2 separate regions of the Mus musculus genome follow, and region 1 is linked to region 2. The links are chromatin contacts, called in public HiChIP or PLAC-seq maps. All regions are on one chromosome and are shown on one strand. Each heading gives the region's core, a stretch centred on a gene start, on an enhancer-like site or on the middle of the called end of the contact. The rest is flanking DNA. Distances are from core to core; before and after follow the strand shown.

Region 1 (7,735 bases), core at 3,112-5,611, 390 kb after region 2:
GTACAGACTCAGCTACTAAAGCTTAGCAGACGCAAGGTTCTAGATCCAGGAGGAGAAAGTCCTTCACTTTTAGAAGAGGTTCTTAAAATACAGTTTGATTTTAAAAATGAAAATAGCTACAAAAAGCACAGCCAGTGGGAATGATAGCACTAATAAATGAAAAAAAAAAAAGCCATATGCAAATCATTGGTGTGTGTGCTTATAAAGAACTTAGTGCAACTATAACTAACACTGTGTCCTGACTGGTCACTCCTGAGTCTTTAAGATGCCATCCTGCTGCCACTGTTACCCTAGGAGACCTCTGGGCCCCTTGACAAGATGAAAGGGGCAGAGGCATTTTGACGCCTCTCTACCCCATTTCCTTCCAAGGTCTACTGGACCCAGATGAACAAAGGAGTTGGAGACTTGTTTTGGCATGATTGACAGGTGCATGAACCATGCTAAGTAAAGGAAAATAGACACAACTAGACTGCAGAACATTCCTTTTAAATAAAATACCCAGGATGGGTCAACTGTTGAGTTTTAAATACACATAGTATGTACATGTGATATACACACACATCATACAGTGTATATACATGCATTATGTCATATCTTAGTCTTTTAGATAAGAGTATATGGGAATGTGGTAGTGAGTTCTTGGAACACCAGCTTAGCTGGATTAAGGAAGTCTGATGATGGATAAAGCATGATTATTCTTTAGCTCTATCACTGATATGTAGCCCCCCACCCCCACCCCTGCTTTGTGGGCTCTGAGCCTTTTCTCTTGTGCTGAGGGAAGGCCCCAGTGTCTGGCATCCCGTAGGAATCACTGAGCTGCCAGTCTGTGAGAAAGTTCCAGAAGACTTCCCTGATTTCATAGCTTGGGTGGAGCCGGCTTGCCCTCAGTGTGGGTGGACTTTATGCAGTCGTCATGTCCCAAATGGAACAAGAGGTGGGAAGGTGCCATTTGGGCTATCCTCTGCCCCAAGATATCAGGACTATGGGCTGTGAACTTCAGGATTCACACCAGAGACTCCAGGGCTCTAGGACAGGGCTCTCAGCCTCAGACTGACAGTTATACCATCCACACCTCTGCAGGTCTCCGGAACCTCTGAACTTGTGATTGTCATACAACTGACTTCCCTGGCCCTCTATCTGTGTATCACAGCCTCTCCTAGGCTCCCTAATTGAGAGAGCAAATTCTCTAAGTTATTTCCCATAACTCCTTCTCTCTCCTAAATAGAGATGGATAATGGCAGATAGAGATAGATTGGTGATAGATAGATAGATAGATAGATACATACATACATACATACATACATACATACATACATACGATAGGTAAATAGATAATAGTTATGGTAGATGATATAGGTGACTATAGATATAGATAGATGAAAGATAGATGATAGATGATAGATATAGCTAGATGATAGATAGATAGATAGATAGGATAGATACATATAGATGATAGATAGATGATAGATGGATGGATGATAGATGGATGGATGGATTAGGTAGACAGACAGACAGACAGACACAGATAGATGATAGATAGATAGATAGATAGATAGATAGATAGATAGATAGATAGATAGATAATGGATGGATGGATGGATGGATGGATGGATGGATTAGGTAGGTAGGCAGACACAAAGATAGATAGATAAATAGATGATAGATAGATAGATAGATAGATAGATAGATAGATAGATAGATAGATAGGATAGATAGATAGATAGATAATAGATGGATGGATGGATGGATGGATGGATGGATGGATGGATGAGGTAGGTAGACAGACAGACAGAGATATAGATAGATAGATAGATAGATAGATAGATAGATAGATAGATAGATAGATAGATAATGGATGGATGGATGGATGGATGGATGGATGGATTAGGTAGGTAGACAGACAGACAGACAGACAGATAGATAATGGATGGGTAGATAATAGATAGCAAGGGAGACAGATAGACAATACACACAAAGGTAACACAGACAGAGGAGGCATGGGGACAGGGTGAGAAATAACCGTTTGTTGACATCTCCATCTCCAACGGGGGCCTTGTCTATTCATTTAGGGACCCTTGGCTACTCTGCCGCCTTCCTTCAAACAAGGCTGATAGAGACAGAGTGTTAAATAGATTATGCGTTGGTGGCTGGGATAGAAAGATAGAACTCATCTTCAGCAATGAAGTGTTAGAGAATCAGCTAGAAAACAAACTGGTCAGACTTGACGTTGCTGCTGCGTGAAGCAGGCTTCCGGCCATGCGTGGAGGAGGTCGGACCCCTCTAGGATGCTTCCAGCCTCAGGGTCCTGGCATGAGAAACCCAGTCTGGGAGCATCCAGGGCTTCCTTCATCTGTGGACCTTTCTCTCCAACATCAGAAGGAACCCGGCAGTTGGCCAACAGGCACACATTCCAGACACACACCCAGCTAATGAAAACCACACACAGGCGGGAAAGGAGATGAGCATTACCTGCGCCACGGACAATCTGGAACGAGGGAGGCAGATGGAAAATCGCCTCAGGGACTTTACTCAGAATCTGCTACATCTAAGCAGGAATCGAGTTTCTCAAAAATAAAACCGTTCTGTTTACAAACATACTGTTTTTGCCAAAGAGAATTCTTTATTTTAGGTGCTTTGGGAAAACTGCAGAGTCCTTGAGTTTAGGGCCAAAGACGCCCAAAATGTTGCAATCCTAAACCTTTGGCCGTGACAAAAACATGTTTGCAAGTGGAAACTTTTCGGTGTGGGGCTTCTCCTGCTGTTTTGTTTGGGTGTGTGTTTGCTTGCTTGCTTGGTGCCAAAGGATTTCCTCCAAGGCTTCCCAGAAGCAGGGAGCTGGGGTCAGCACTCCTTGGTGTGTTGGCCTCCGGCCACTTGTGCCCCTCCTCAGACAAACTGAACAGTTTGAGAAGGGGGAAAAAAAGTCAGCTTGGGGAGCTATTGTCTCCCTGCCTCCAAAGTAGTTGGGAATTTTTGTTTGTTTTACTGCTGTTGTTTTGCTTTTGTTTTTTAAGATTTCCTTGTTTTATGTATGTGAGAACATTGTTGCTGTCTTCAGACACACCACAAGAGGGCATCAGATCCCATTACAGATGGATGTGAGCCACCATGTGGTTGCTGGGAATTGAACTCAGGACCTCTGGAAGAGCAGTCAGTGCTCTTAACCACTGAGCCATCTCTCCAGCCCCTTCAAGTGTGTGTGTGTGTGTGTGTGTGTGTGTGTGTGTGTGTGTGTGTGCCACATGCAAGGCTTTTTTGGGTTTTTGGGTTTTTGGTTTTTTTGCTGTTGTTGTTGTCGTTTGTTGTTGTTTGTTTTTTGTTTTGTTTTGTTTTTTGATTTTTTTGTTTTTTTACCCTTGGTTCTGGCAATCTAGATTCAGGTCCTCATTGTTGCATCCAGCACCCTCCCAACCCTGCCTTTAGGGGAGAATTGGATGTCCACAGTTGACTCTCCATTAGCCAGCCCTTCCCTTTCCACCTCTCGGCTATACCAGTGACAGTTTCATATATTTACAATGGCTCTTGGCCTATCAAAACCAGGCATTGAGGGAGGCCCAGCCCCTCAAATAGATCCTCATGGGAGGCAGGGACAATGGCTGTGCCCTCAGCCTCTGGTTCACTCTGAGTGTGCTGGAAGCCGCTCGCTCATTCTGCTCTTTGCCTCTCAATTGGTCGCTCTGAGAGAATAAGGAGTCCAAGCAGCACACCCAACACAGGACAAAGACAAACCGAAGCAGGAGACCGGGGGCTGGACCTGATGGAGTACTGAGGCCAACACAGGGCTCAGGGCGGCACTCAGCCTAGACGGGCAGCTGAGAGAGAAGAGAACGGCACCCAAGTAAGTCCTGAGAGTCCAGGGGAACCGAGTTCAAGGGCCACCGTGGTTACCTGGGTAGCAGCGGGCTGTGCACCAGCATCACACGGCACTCCACCGTCATCCATCTTCTCTAGAGCGACGCCCAAACTCCCTCAAACTCCCTCTGAGTTCAGTGAGGACCTCAGCGCCTCGTGAGCCAAACATGATGAGCCCATCTTGAGAGTCAGAAAGGGCGTTCCGTCCCCGTGCCCCCCCCCCCCACCTCTGTTCCTTGTGATCCGTACTACCTCTGAGTCAGGACTGTCCTGTGTCTTCGACCACACGGGGACGGGGACTGTGCTTTCTGCCTACAACACTCTACTTACATCGGCCTAACTTCTGCTCGTTTTCAGACCATTTCAGACAGCCTGTGGGTCACCAGGTCTCCTCCTCCAGGAAGCCCCATGCTTTCGCCAGCAGCAGTGATTCCCACTGGCCAAAATAACAATACATTAAAGAGACCTCAAAGGTAAGCAATGGTGTTGACATCAGAAACTGGTCGCCTCGGAATCCAGCGATGAGGTCACCCCTAGGCAACAGGGACGCTCATGCGTCTGTTGCCATGGCAACCGCCACACATCATTCCCCCCCCCCCCCCCCAATGTGCGCCTCACCTGCGCACTTCACCTGCGCACCTGATATTCATGGTTACATCCCGGCCTGAATAAAAGGCAGGGCCCCAGACCCCTCTCCCCTTCTTTGTTCCCCTCATTCCTCCTCCTCACCCCCTCTTTCCCCAGTAAATCTCTTCTCATAGAGCTGTGCTGCTGTGGTGTGATCTGTCCAGATACAAGCCACCTTCTAACACAACAGTTGGGCAGTGGTACCACGCGGCCAGCAGGCCAGCAAGAACCCTGTCCCTTGGGAGAGCTTCAGCTGCTGGGTGGTAGCGAGATGTCTGTCACTGTTGTGGGTGGTAGCGAAATGTCTGTCACTGTGGCAGACGCTACATTTCTAGAAACGTGAGTTTTCCTCTCTGCCTCTCCAGCCTGAAGGGAGGAGCATCCAGATCTCTGCCTCCGCCAGAAATCCTCTTACAGGATGTGAGTGTTGGGGGAGGGGAGGCATTCGGTAATTTCCCTCTCTACCTTGCTGCCCTGAGACAGCATCTCTCTGAATCAGAATCTGCTGCTTTGAGCAGGCTGGTTTGTTCCACACTCTCTGCATTGGCCCGTCTCTGCCCCCAGTGCTGGGCCTGAAAACACTGGAGTTTTTGTACAAATATCAGGGATCAGGAGTCAAGTTCTCATGCTGGCCTCTCACCCAGTGAGCCGCTCCTCGGGCCCTCCCCTTACACTCTATGAGCTGGAATTAGTTTGCATATCCGTCATTCTGCCAAGGGGGTACATATGGCACAAGTGACATTATCACTCGACCACCCCTGGGGACTCCACATGGGCTCAGCTTCCTCTGAGGTGCTTGGCTGAAGAGCTGAAGAGCAGGAGTGGCTCTCTGATTAAAGATGTTATCTAGAAAAAAAGTTAGAAGCGGCAGGCAGTTGGTGGGATTCATCTTGTTCTATGGTCCTTGAAGAGACTTAGCATCCTTGTTGAAGACGTTGCCTGACCTGGAGATAAAAACCTGGCCTTCTACCCACCACTGCACACAAGCTCTCTGCTCTCCACCGTCTCTGCATACTGAAGCTCCATCACCCTGAGGAGACTTTCTGAACCCTCCAGCCACACACACACTGTCCCCAGTACTGTGACCTATACTCCGATGTTATCACATAGCAGTCTTTCTTAACATTTTCGGACTGTAAAAGCCCCAGAATGACAAGTCAGATGTGCCTTGCTTACCCTGAGGTCTGGCCAGCATCTGTCTCTGTGCTCGGTACATATGAGATGCTCTACAAACAGCCGTGAGTGAACAGAAGCCCTAAGTCAGCATCCAGGATGGAACATCTGCCCCTGAGGGCCACTGTGCCTCTGCTGTGTGTGCCTGGGCAAGTTGCTGAGCCTCTTGCAAACAAAATTAAAACTCCTGGAGGTCTCCAAGACCCTTATCAGGGCTTCTGATGAACAAATTGCTACAATGTAATAAAAATCTACCCTTCCGCTGTGTGAAGTTCAGAAGCCAAGAAAGAGTCTGCTCTTCTGGAATCCCAGAAGAAGGATTCACCCCTTGCCTCTACCGTAGACCCTGCTGGCCACTGGCAACCTGTGGAACTCGTGCATTGGCAGCAGCATTCCATTCTCTGCCTGCATCTTTACATCAATGTCTCCATTGTGCATCCACCTCAAATCCCCTGTCTTTTCCCTTATGAGGACACCAGCCAGCGGAGTTAAGTCTCCTGCTAAACCCACCATGACCTCACCCTGAGATCCCTCTCCGGAGGCTGGCCGCCTGTGAGACCCTATTTCCAGATTAAAGTCACAGTCTCAGTGTGTCAGTCAACTTCCCATGGCTCTGATAAAATACCCAGATAAAAGGCTCCAGACGGAAGATGTCTTTGGACACAAGGTTTCAGAGAATTCAGTCTATACTCACTCGGCTATGAGGTGAGGCAGAACAGCAAGGTCAGGGGCACAGGGTAGAGCTGAGGAATTTACCTCACAGCTGCCAGGAGGCAAAGAGAATGGGGGAAGGAGGCTGAGGACAAACCACACCCTTCACGGGTTCCTGAAGTACCTTCTCAGGCAAGGTCCCATCTCCTCAACTTTCCACGGCTTTCAATTGTCCACCCCCACAGATGACGTCTGAGACCTCACTATCCAATCATCTCCCGAAGGCCTCATCTAGAACGCTAAGCGTCAGGGAGCGAACATTAGGACACTTCTTACCCAGCCACAGTCCTGGGGTACAGAGGATGGCAGACTTTGCCATGTTTAGGAGTACAGGAATAATTCTAGGTCCACTACCAACTGCGAGATCCTGATAGCTATTAAACCTGGCTGTCGATCACAGACACCACTCATGGGCTGGAATGTTTCCTCCCTCGTTCATTCTTTAATTGACCCTCGGCTCTGCATTGTGAAGTATCCAACTTCCCTGAATCTGAAGGCTGGAAGGTTTTTCAGTATGCCTTGCTCTTCACCCCTTAAAACATCCGCAGTGACTCATTCTCAAACCCAGGCCCGCACTGATCATCAATCCTGGGGCTGACTTGCGAGAGCGTACAAGTCCCCGGAAGTTCTGCCTCAGAGGCAAGTACAGCTTCCGGCCAGCACTTTATTCCCCCGGTGCTTCGGAGTCCTCTCAAAGGGGCACTTGCCACTAAGCCTGATAAACTGGGTTCCATCCCTGGAGTCTGGGTGGTAGAAGGAAGGAACCAACTCCTGGAAGCTGCCCTCTGACCTCTATTCACACCCCCATGCACACATGCCTGCTCGTACACACATGCTTGCTCACACACACTATATTAACAATCGAAGTCTCCCATGAAGGCTAAGACCCTGGAGGAATCGGCCGGAGACGTGTGTGTTTACTGAGCCCTGCTTAAGGAGAGCCAGGTTAGCCTCGCACTGGCCACAGGAGACCAGACTCACTGCGGCTGAGGTGTCACACAGTGCCATGTTCTTAATGTGTCCCCCAGTGGGGACACGTATTCCTCAAAGTTCTCCACCAGCTTGCATGGAGCGATGCTATTGATGGATGGGGTGGCGCGCTCATTTTTCTTTCTTGGGGAACGTGGGCTGCAGGCTTCCCGGCTGGCGAACCCGCCCTCTGGAAGCCAGGCCTCCAGAGACAAAACTCCACCAGGAACCAAGTTGAAGCTGCGTGCGGCTCTTACGTTATGTCTATTTTAAAAGTTGACTTTGGCAGAGGCGCTGACCACTCACACAATATATCTGCTCCACAGAAAGATAAGGAGGAAGGAGAAGTCAAACACTGGGCTTTTCTTTAAATTCTCACTTGGAAGCAAATACCTTGGCTTCC
Region 2 (7,295 bases), core at 4,467-6,966:
TGTGTGTGTGGAGGGGGGGGGGGTGATTCAGAAAGCTCGGGAAAGTTAGAAAACTCGGGAAGCTTAGAGAGAAGATTCACAGGCCTCAACCCTGAGGCTGCAAATAAGCACTGAGCAATTGTGGAGAGAGAGGAGGCCCCTCAGTGGGCCACCCGAAGCTGTGCAGAGAACTCTGGGAGACAGCTTACAGGACTTGGCAGCCTGGGTTTTCCCAGATGTCAAAGCTGCCTTGAAGTCACCCTTCATTTGCGTTCCCATAGGTAATCCCAATTAATTCATGGGCTCACCCAGCTGGACCTAGGTCTATCATTGGGGGGCAGATGAGTAGATGCTTGCTCACATCTCCCAAGAAAAAGCCATGTGCTTCTCCACCCCACCCCCATTGTCTTCTTCAGTGTGCCAGTCTCTTCTTACTTCTGCTTTTAAAATTCCACCTGTCCTCAGAGCCCCCTGTCCCCACGTCACTGCATGTCTTCTAATTGCCATGGCCTCAAATGATTCTCCCATATGTTGTTGAACTCAGTATTGGTTATATGTGCCATTTGCACATGGTGAAACCTTTTAGTTGACATGGGTTCCTCGCCAATTGTTGTGTCTGGCCAGCAGACCACAACCTGGGTTCTAGCCTGGAAAGGCATTTTGGAAACCTGGAAGAGAAGAGGGGCTAGGTGGCGAGAGAAAGGAATGTAGCCAAGACAGTTATTCTGATCAAAGCTCAAATTTTATTGTTGCGACACTAGTTATGAAGGAAGGGGGAGGGGACCCGATTCCCGCCGAATAATCTCTGGTCCAGTAGAAGGGTGAGCACGTGTGTGGCTCCGCAGGTTCCAGCAGTGGGCATGGCAGAACGAATGAGCAGGAAGCTCCACCTCTGAGCAAGCAGGTTTCAGGCTGGGGGAGGGGAGACTACATTCCCTGTACTGCTCTGAAAAGTATTAAATGATTTAGCACCTCTTCAGCCTCCCCTTGAAGCCTATCAGGGTGAGTACCTGTTCCTCTAACTTAGAGATGAGGATTTAAACATACTTGGTAAAGAAACTAATGGCTGGCTGTATCTGCCCTTGCTAACGTGATCTTTCTTTTTGTTTAACATCTTACTTTTATTTCCATGACCCGCTTCTCCGAATATGACTTCCTAACCAATTCTACAGAGGAAGCACAAAACTATTCTTCTAAACATAGGGTCTGTCCCTGGTGGACTGCCTTTGGCAGCAGCCCTGGTCTGAAACCCCCAAAGGCTCAGTGAGAGCCATGGGGAATTCAGTGTGTTCAATTATCTCTCGTTATTCAAAGTAAATGGAGGTGCTTAAGGCAGTGTTTGTGTATCCTCACTGGTCCCTCCGACTATCCTGGGAACTCTGAAACGCAGACTGTTCATCTCAGCATACACACAGCAGCCAATGTAAGTGCACAGTAGGTCTTCAGACACACTGGTTGAATAGAAAATAATTGGTCTGATGGGCTCTCTTGGACATGAATGAGCCTCAGGTGATAACATGTTCTATAGGCAGGCAGACACAGCCCTAGAGAGAGAAGAAGTACAGACGGTTTAGCACCTAGCCTGGTCTGCCATGCTGAGTAATGTTGCCAGTGAGAGGTGGGAATGTGAGGTCAACAGGATCTGCCATTTGCCATCTTCCCTGTGACTCGGCACAATGTCCAATCATTGGCCTTCACCATCTTTCATTCTTCCTTGTCCTGTTCCCTTCTTCTCACCTGTCAATCATCTTCCCAACCAGCTCCTCCATCTCCTTCAACTGATCAGACAAGGGAGAAGGGCCCTAAGTGATACCCCACCCCCACCCCATTTCCTCCCCACTTGTCTCTGTACAGGTTTCTAGAACCCATTTCAATTTCAAGTGCTCACCCTGTGCTGTCTGGACATTAACTTGCAGGGCCATCTGGCTCACTAGTCACAGTCCTAACTCCAGAACCATTCAGAGAGAGTCTGGGGTGGCACCCCGCTACACTTGGGCAGAGGAATGGGGTAACGTTTGACTTTGAGAAGGAAATCTGCTTCCGTTCTCCTCCTTCAGCTGGTTGTTCATTTCTCTGAATCAATAAGAGAGGACAGATGGAAACCCCAATATGTAGGATGCATTTGACCCAAGTCTTCCATGGGCGTTAGGCTTGTTTCCAACACTGTGTCTGCCTTGAGGGAGGTGCTTTCCTCCTGTGATGGGAGGGGAGGGGGCTCCTCCTATCTTCTGAACTCTTTACTTAGGCTGGCATCAATAATTCAGGGTTCCAGCTCCCATTCTGAAAGCCCAGGTAAGGGCCAAGGGCTTAGCACTAGGCCAGTAACTCATTCGCTCGCTCCGGTGAGACTCCAGGGATCCCAGCAGGCTCCTGGCTGGCCAGACCTGGCTGCACTTGGACAGAGGATGGAGGTAAGGTTTGACTTCAAGAGGAAAATCTACTTCAGTTCTCCTTCAACTAGAATCCGTGCCAGAGGCCACGTCTGGGTTCGGGGCCCTTCTGGTCCCTCTTACAGCAGTGTGCTATCCAGGGAAGGCTGCCATCCTGCCTTCAGAGCACAGCTTCTTGCATGAAACCAGGTAAAAAGGGAACTCTGGGTCCTGCATTTGCCTCTGGAATTCTACATATTATTTATGAGAGGATGAAAGCCTGGCTGTGACTTAGAGGCTGGCTAACTGGACGAGCTTGAGTTTCTAAGTGTGTATGTGTGTGTGGGGGGGGATGACTGAGGGGCCTGGGGCATGCTCTTACCACCGGGGTATGTGTCAATTTCAGTACTTCAAGGATCTATGTGAGCAAGCAAGTGTATGTGAAAATCCTTTTACTTTTCCAAAACAATGTGAGGGGCTTCACGAGGGGTGCTCTTTATTCTACAATGGATCCTTACAACAGTGTGCTGTCCAAGAGGGCTCCCATCCTGGCTTCAGACCTGGGTCAAGTGTTTCCCCAGCAAGCCCAACTCTCTCTCTCTCCAGGTGATCATTATATTATTTCCCTTGAAGAATCATGCCTAACTGGCCTGAACTGGCCATTTCAAATTCGAGTGGAGAGAAGCAATTTGTACCCCCAGGCTTAAGACAGAAAACATCTGATTTTCCTTTTCCACCTTGCCCACAGTCCTCCTGACCCTCAGCTCCAGCACTCTGTGACAGTTCCTAACTAGGAAGGATCATTGCCAGGGAGGGGTCCAAAGCTTTCTGTGATGCTCCACTCCCTTATGATCTTGGCTTCCTGCGGCTCATTAACACAGTTGATGAAGAATGGACCCAGGACCCCTCAGTCCATTACTATGTCCTCTTACGAACATAAAGACATTTGACACAGGTTTTTTACCGTTTTGAGTCTCGAGAACCCTGACCTATAGTCGCTTAACTCGTCTTTTCAAACTTGGAAACTTATATTGCAAACTGCTGTCGGTGTGATTGTCCCGTATCACATTTCTGATCCAGCTACTTCCCAACTGGTCGCCACTTCTCAGTACTGACCAAGAGTAAGGGACAGCTTCCATTCGGTTGGTAAATTAGGCACACAGCTGTCCTTCAGTGGGTTTTGACTTCATAATGAGGCCCTAGTTTAGGTTGTAAGGCATTCTCTAAGGAAACTCCTTACTGTCTGATACTTTCATGGGCGCCTGTAGGCAGGCTTTCTACCCAGCAGATTGCCCACTGCTGCTGTTTCTGTCTACCGCTCTGGGGTTACTATAGGGAAGCAGTATAAGAAGCCTGTCTCAAGAAAAAGAAAATCATATCCAACTAAGGTTACTGGAGATCTCATATATATATGAAGAAAAGAAAATCCTGTGGGGAATCTGTAGCATAATTCTTATATTTGAAAAGTTTCCGCTATAAAGGTAAATGCAAAGTCTCAGAAGTTGTGAGTCTAACACTGAAGGGGCGAGGATGCTGGCTTCTTGTTTGAGCATTTTTTTGTGTGGGTAGATGACAGGTCTGAATGATGCAGATGTATGTTTCGTTCAGTCCTGAGTGTCATACAAGTGCAGTTCCTGATGCCTCTCTTAGTACTATGTGTTACACAATTGTAAGTGTGTCCATACAGGGCATCTCGTGTGCATGTCATTCTGAAATTATTGTTACCTATGAACTTTACCACACGGAGAACTTTGTCATATATCTTGTCTGTAATAAAGCCATATTCATTCAAGAAAAAAAAAAAAGAACCCTCTACCTTCTCTGTGGACATGCAAGAGAACTATCTCCTAATGTGAGGAAGAGAAAGCCATATGAACAGCTTGGTGGGAAGTATCCCAGACAGAAGGGACCACCTAAAAGCTAGAAAGGAACACCTCATTCAAGCCAAGGTCATGAATAAGAACCTGACCTGAGTTAGGAATCATGGAAATTGTGTCAGATTACAAGGAAGTTGTACACGACACTCTTTGCTCGCCTCATGCCCTGCCTGCTTTGTGTAGCTTTGCTGGACTCAGCCCAGAACCCTGTAGGCTGATGTTCTCATCAAAACCCATTTTGATACATCAAGACTCAAAGATATGGAGCAACAGAGTTGACAGAGAGACAGCAAAGAAGACGTGGAGTCCAGGCTCCCGACTGCTCAGGGCTGACCGGACAGGGTGGTCTTTTTCTGTTGCAAGACAAAAGCTCCAGATAGATCCGGTTCTCTGAGGATCTGGTTTCGCAGCTTCTCCCTGCACAGCCTCAGAGGTACCATGTGTGTTTTCTGGGTTGAGGTTCCTTCATCTGTAGCATGGTTTCTCAACCAGTGGTGATTGTGACCATTCCTACCAATCCCCAGGGACAACGTCTAAACTCATTGGGGGTCGGGGTTGGGGGGGGACACTATAGGGGAAGTATTATTAGTATCTGTGAAGAAGCCATGGCTGCTGCCCACTGCCATAAAAATCCCCATGACTGTCCCACAGCCAGGAACAATGTGACCCTGTGTCAATGCTGTTGAGGACGAGAGCCCGCCCTCTGTAGGTGTCATGTTCTACACATGTCCCTGATACCAGAAGGTATTCTGTGTGTTCTGGGGCCCAGTGAGTAGGAAACTATTCTAGCACTGACAAGACTTAAGCCACAGAGTTCTCTTGGGTGAGTCCTCTTGGGTGAGTCCTCTTGGGTGAGTCCCCTGAGTTCACATCAATGATCGGATCCACACCCTTCACCAAGAGCCCTGCTTTCTTTCAAGTAAAATTCCTGCTGGGTCTCAGGGATGCCTGGCCTGCTGGCAGCCAGCCCTCAGCTCCCATACTGTTTTATCCTGCAACCGTACCTCCTTCCCTGACTGGGTTTTGTCTTGGCTGCTCCTGGCATTGCCTCTGACAGCTGAGCTTATGGAGAGAGGAGGCTCCAGATAAAAATCCCCAGCATAGCCCCACCAGACTCCCGTAGCCTGACCCAGGCTCAGAGCAAGACAGACAGACATAGCTTTCTCTCCTCGGCTATCTGTATTTACTTTGAGAATCATTTCCTCTGCTCTGCTTGGTTTCCTGTGAGCACGCTTGCCTGCTCCGTTCTCTGTCTTTTTTTTATTTTTTATTTTTTGTTTATTTCTCTTTCTCATATCCCCCATTGATCAGATGCCCTGGAAATATTGCAGGAACAGTGTGTTCTCTGTAAGATTTGGTTACACTTTAATACTTCTCAGCAAAATGTTGCCTTGGAACACCCAAATACTAAAACTCCAGGCCTGCTCTGCTTATACTGGACAAGGTCTTCGGCACAGTCTGCGATTCACGCTGGATCCAGTCCCGCCTTAAAGGGCAAGCGCACCCAGGCTATGGCAGGAATGTGTCTTTGCAGGCAGATCTCTGGAGTCTCTCCTCAGAGAAGTGAGCAGGCAAAACAGACTCTGTGCTCCCTCGCTGTCCCCAGTGTGGCCCTTTACAGAGCCACAGGACCATGCTGATTCCAAGGCTGGCTTAAGCAGGCAGTTAAGCCTGTGTCACCGGCAGGACAGCCTCTTGTTACCTCAGACAGAACCTTAAAATTGTGGAATTTAGTCTGAAAACTAGTAAAACTCTTATGCTATGTTACTTTAAAAATTATTTTTAATATGTGTGAATATTTGCCTGCACGGATGTCTATGTGTGGGTAGTAGGGGACAGAAGAAGGCATCAGATCCCCTAGGGCTGGAGTTAAAGACAGTTGTGAGCCTCTGTGTGGGTGCTAGGAATTGAACCCAGGTCCCCTGGAAGAGGAGCAAGTGCTCTTAACCCCTGAGCCACCTCTCCGGCCCGCAATGGTACTGTTAAATAGAGCTGTTCAGGGAGATGCCGCATCCTTTCTTACGAGCTGTTCCCTTCCACTGCAGATCATGCTGAGTGCCCTGGGTACCGGGTGGATGAAGAACGTAATTTAGGAAGGAGTTGGCAGTGACAGTTGTGTTAAACTGCAGTCTTCAAAGGGACCAAATCCTTTGGGTGGGTCCTGGCCATGTTTCTGACCTTTGGCTACTTTCCGTTGATTTAAGAACAAAAGGTAAAGGCTGAGTAATTTATAAAGGAGAGAAGTTTATTTAGCTCATGGGGGCCTGAGAGGTCCAAGAGTATGAACCAGGGCCTGGTCTCTGCTTGGTGTCCAATGAGGGCTTCATGTTAAGTAGTCATAATGAAGTGTGTGGTGTAGCATGGAGCTAGAAAGTGTCCACTTCTTCTCTCATCTGCTCTTCCAAAACCCCTCAAGTCTCCCATGGATGTCACCCTGATAACCATAGCCAAGCTTAGCCACCTCCAATCCTCTGAGGTCCATGAACAGGAATTAGGGTTAAGGTGTCAACACATATACTTCCTGGATCCCGGTTCAAACCACTCTACTGATCCCAGTGACAGGATCCAGTTTCACAGGGACTCCAGTACTCTATTTTTTTATTCTTATTTTTTATTAGGTATTTTCTTCATTTACATTTCCAATGCTATCCCAACTTCCCCTATACCCTCCCCCTGCCATTCCCCTACCCACCCACTCCCACTTCTTGGCCCTGGCATTCCCCTGTACTAAGGCATATAAAGTTTGCAAGACCAATGGGCCTCTCTTTCCACAGATGGCGGACTAGGCCATCTTCTGCTACATATGCAGCTAGAGACACGAGCTCCAGGGGTACTGGTTAGTTCATATTGTTGTTGCACCTATAGGGTTGCAGATCCCTTTAGCTCCTTGGGTACTTTCTCTAGCTCCTCCATTGGGGGCCCTGTGATCCATCCAATAGCTGACTGTGAGCATCCACTTCTATGTTTGCTAGGCCCCGGCATAGCCTCACAAGAGAAGGAAACCTTGCAGGGCACAACCTCAACAAGACTCATCTGTACGGGCCTTACAGTCAAGCTTAATGACAAAGCT

The links. HiChIP or PLAC-seq counts read pairs in DNA pulled down with a chosen protein or histone mark.
Region 1: an H3K27ac HiChIP or PLAC-seq map of heart atrium shows a contact between it and region 2, with 7 times the contacts expected there. The contact joins the promoter of 1700029J03Rik here to the enhancer-like site in region 2. A contact is called at or near these places in 2 of 39 promoter capture datasets (the SN4741 cell line and embryonic stem cells), 1 of 484 Hi-C or Micro-C datasets (embryonic fibroblasts), 3 of 115 datasets of contacts at active chromatin or transcription factors (embryonic stem cells, heart atrium and large pre-B cells) and 1 of 9 other capture datasets (embryonic stem cells).

What each region holds. Positions count from the first base shown.
Region 1 is chr16:93,454,511-93,462,245 of GRCm38.p6, forward strand. It overlaps 1700029J03Rik (RIKEN cDNA 1700029J03 gene), which reads right to left and starts at 4,362. Exons shown (of 3, transcript NR_040494.1): 1 at 4,183-4,362.
Region 2 is chr16:93,066,650-93,073,944 of GRCm38.p6, forward strand. No RefSeq gene overlaps it. Among named protein-coding and RNA genes, the nearest start is that of Gm30474, 62 kb to the right of the region's middle. Within about 2 kb of position 5,717, at least 53 of the 459 cell types and tissues checked have an H3K27ac peak or open chromatin away from gene starts, as enhancers often do. A contact at or near this core is called in heart atrium, where this site is marked.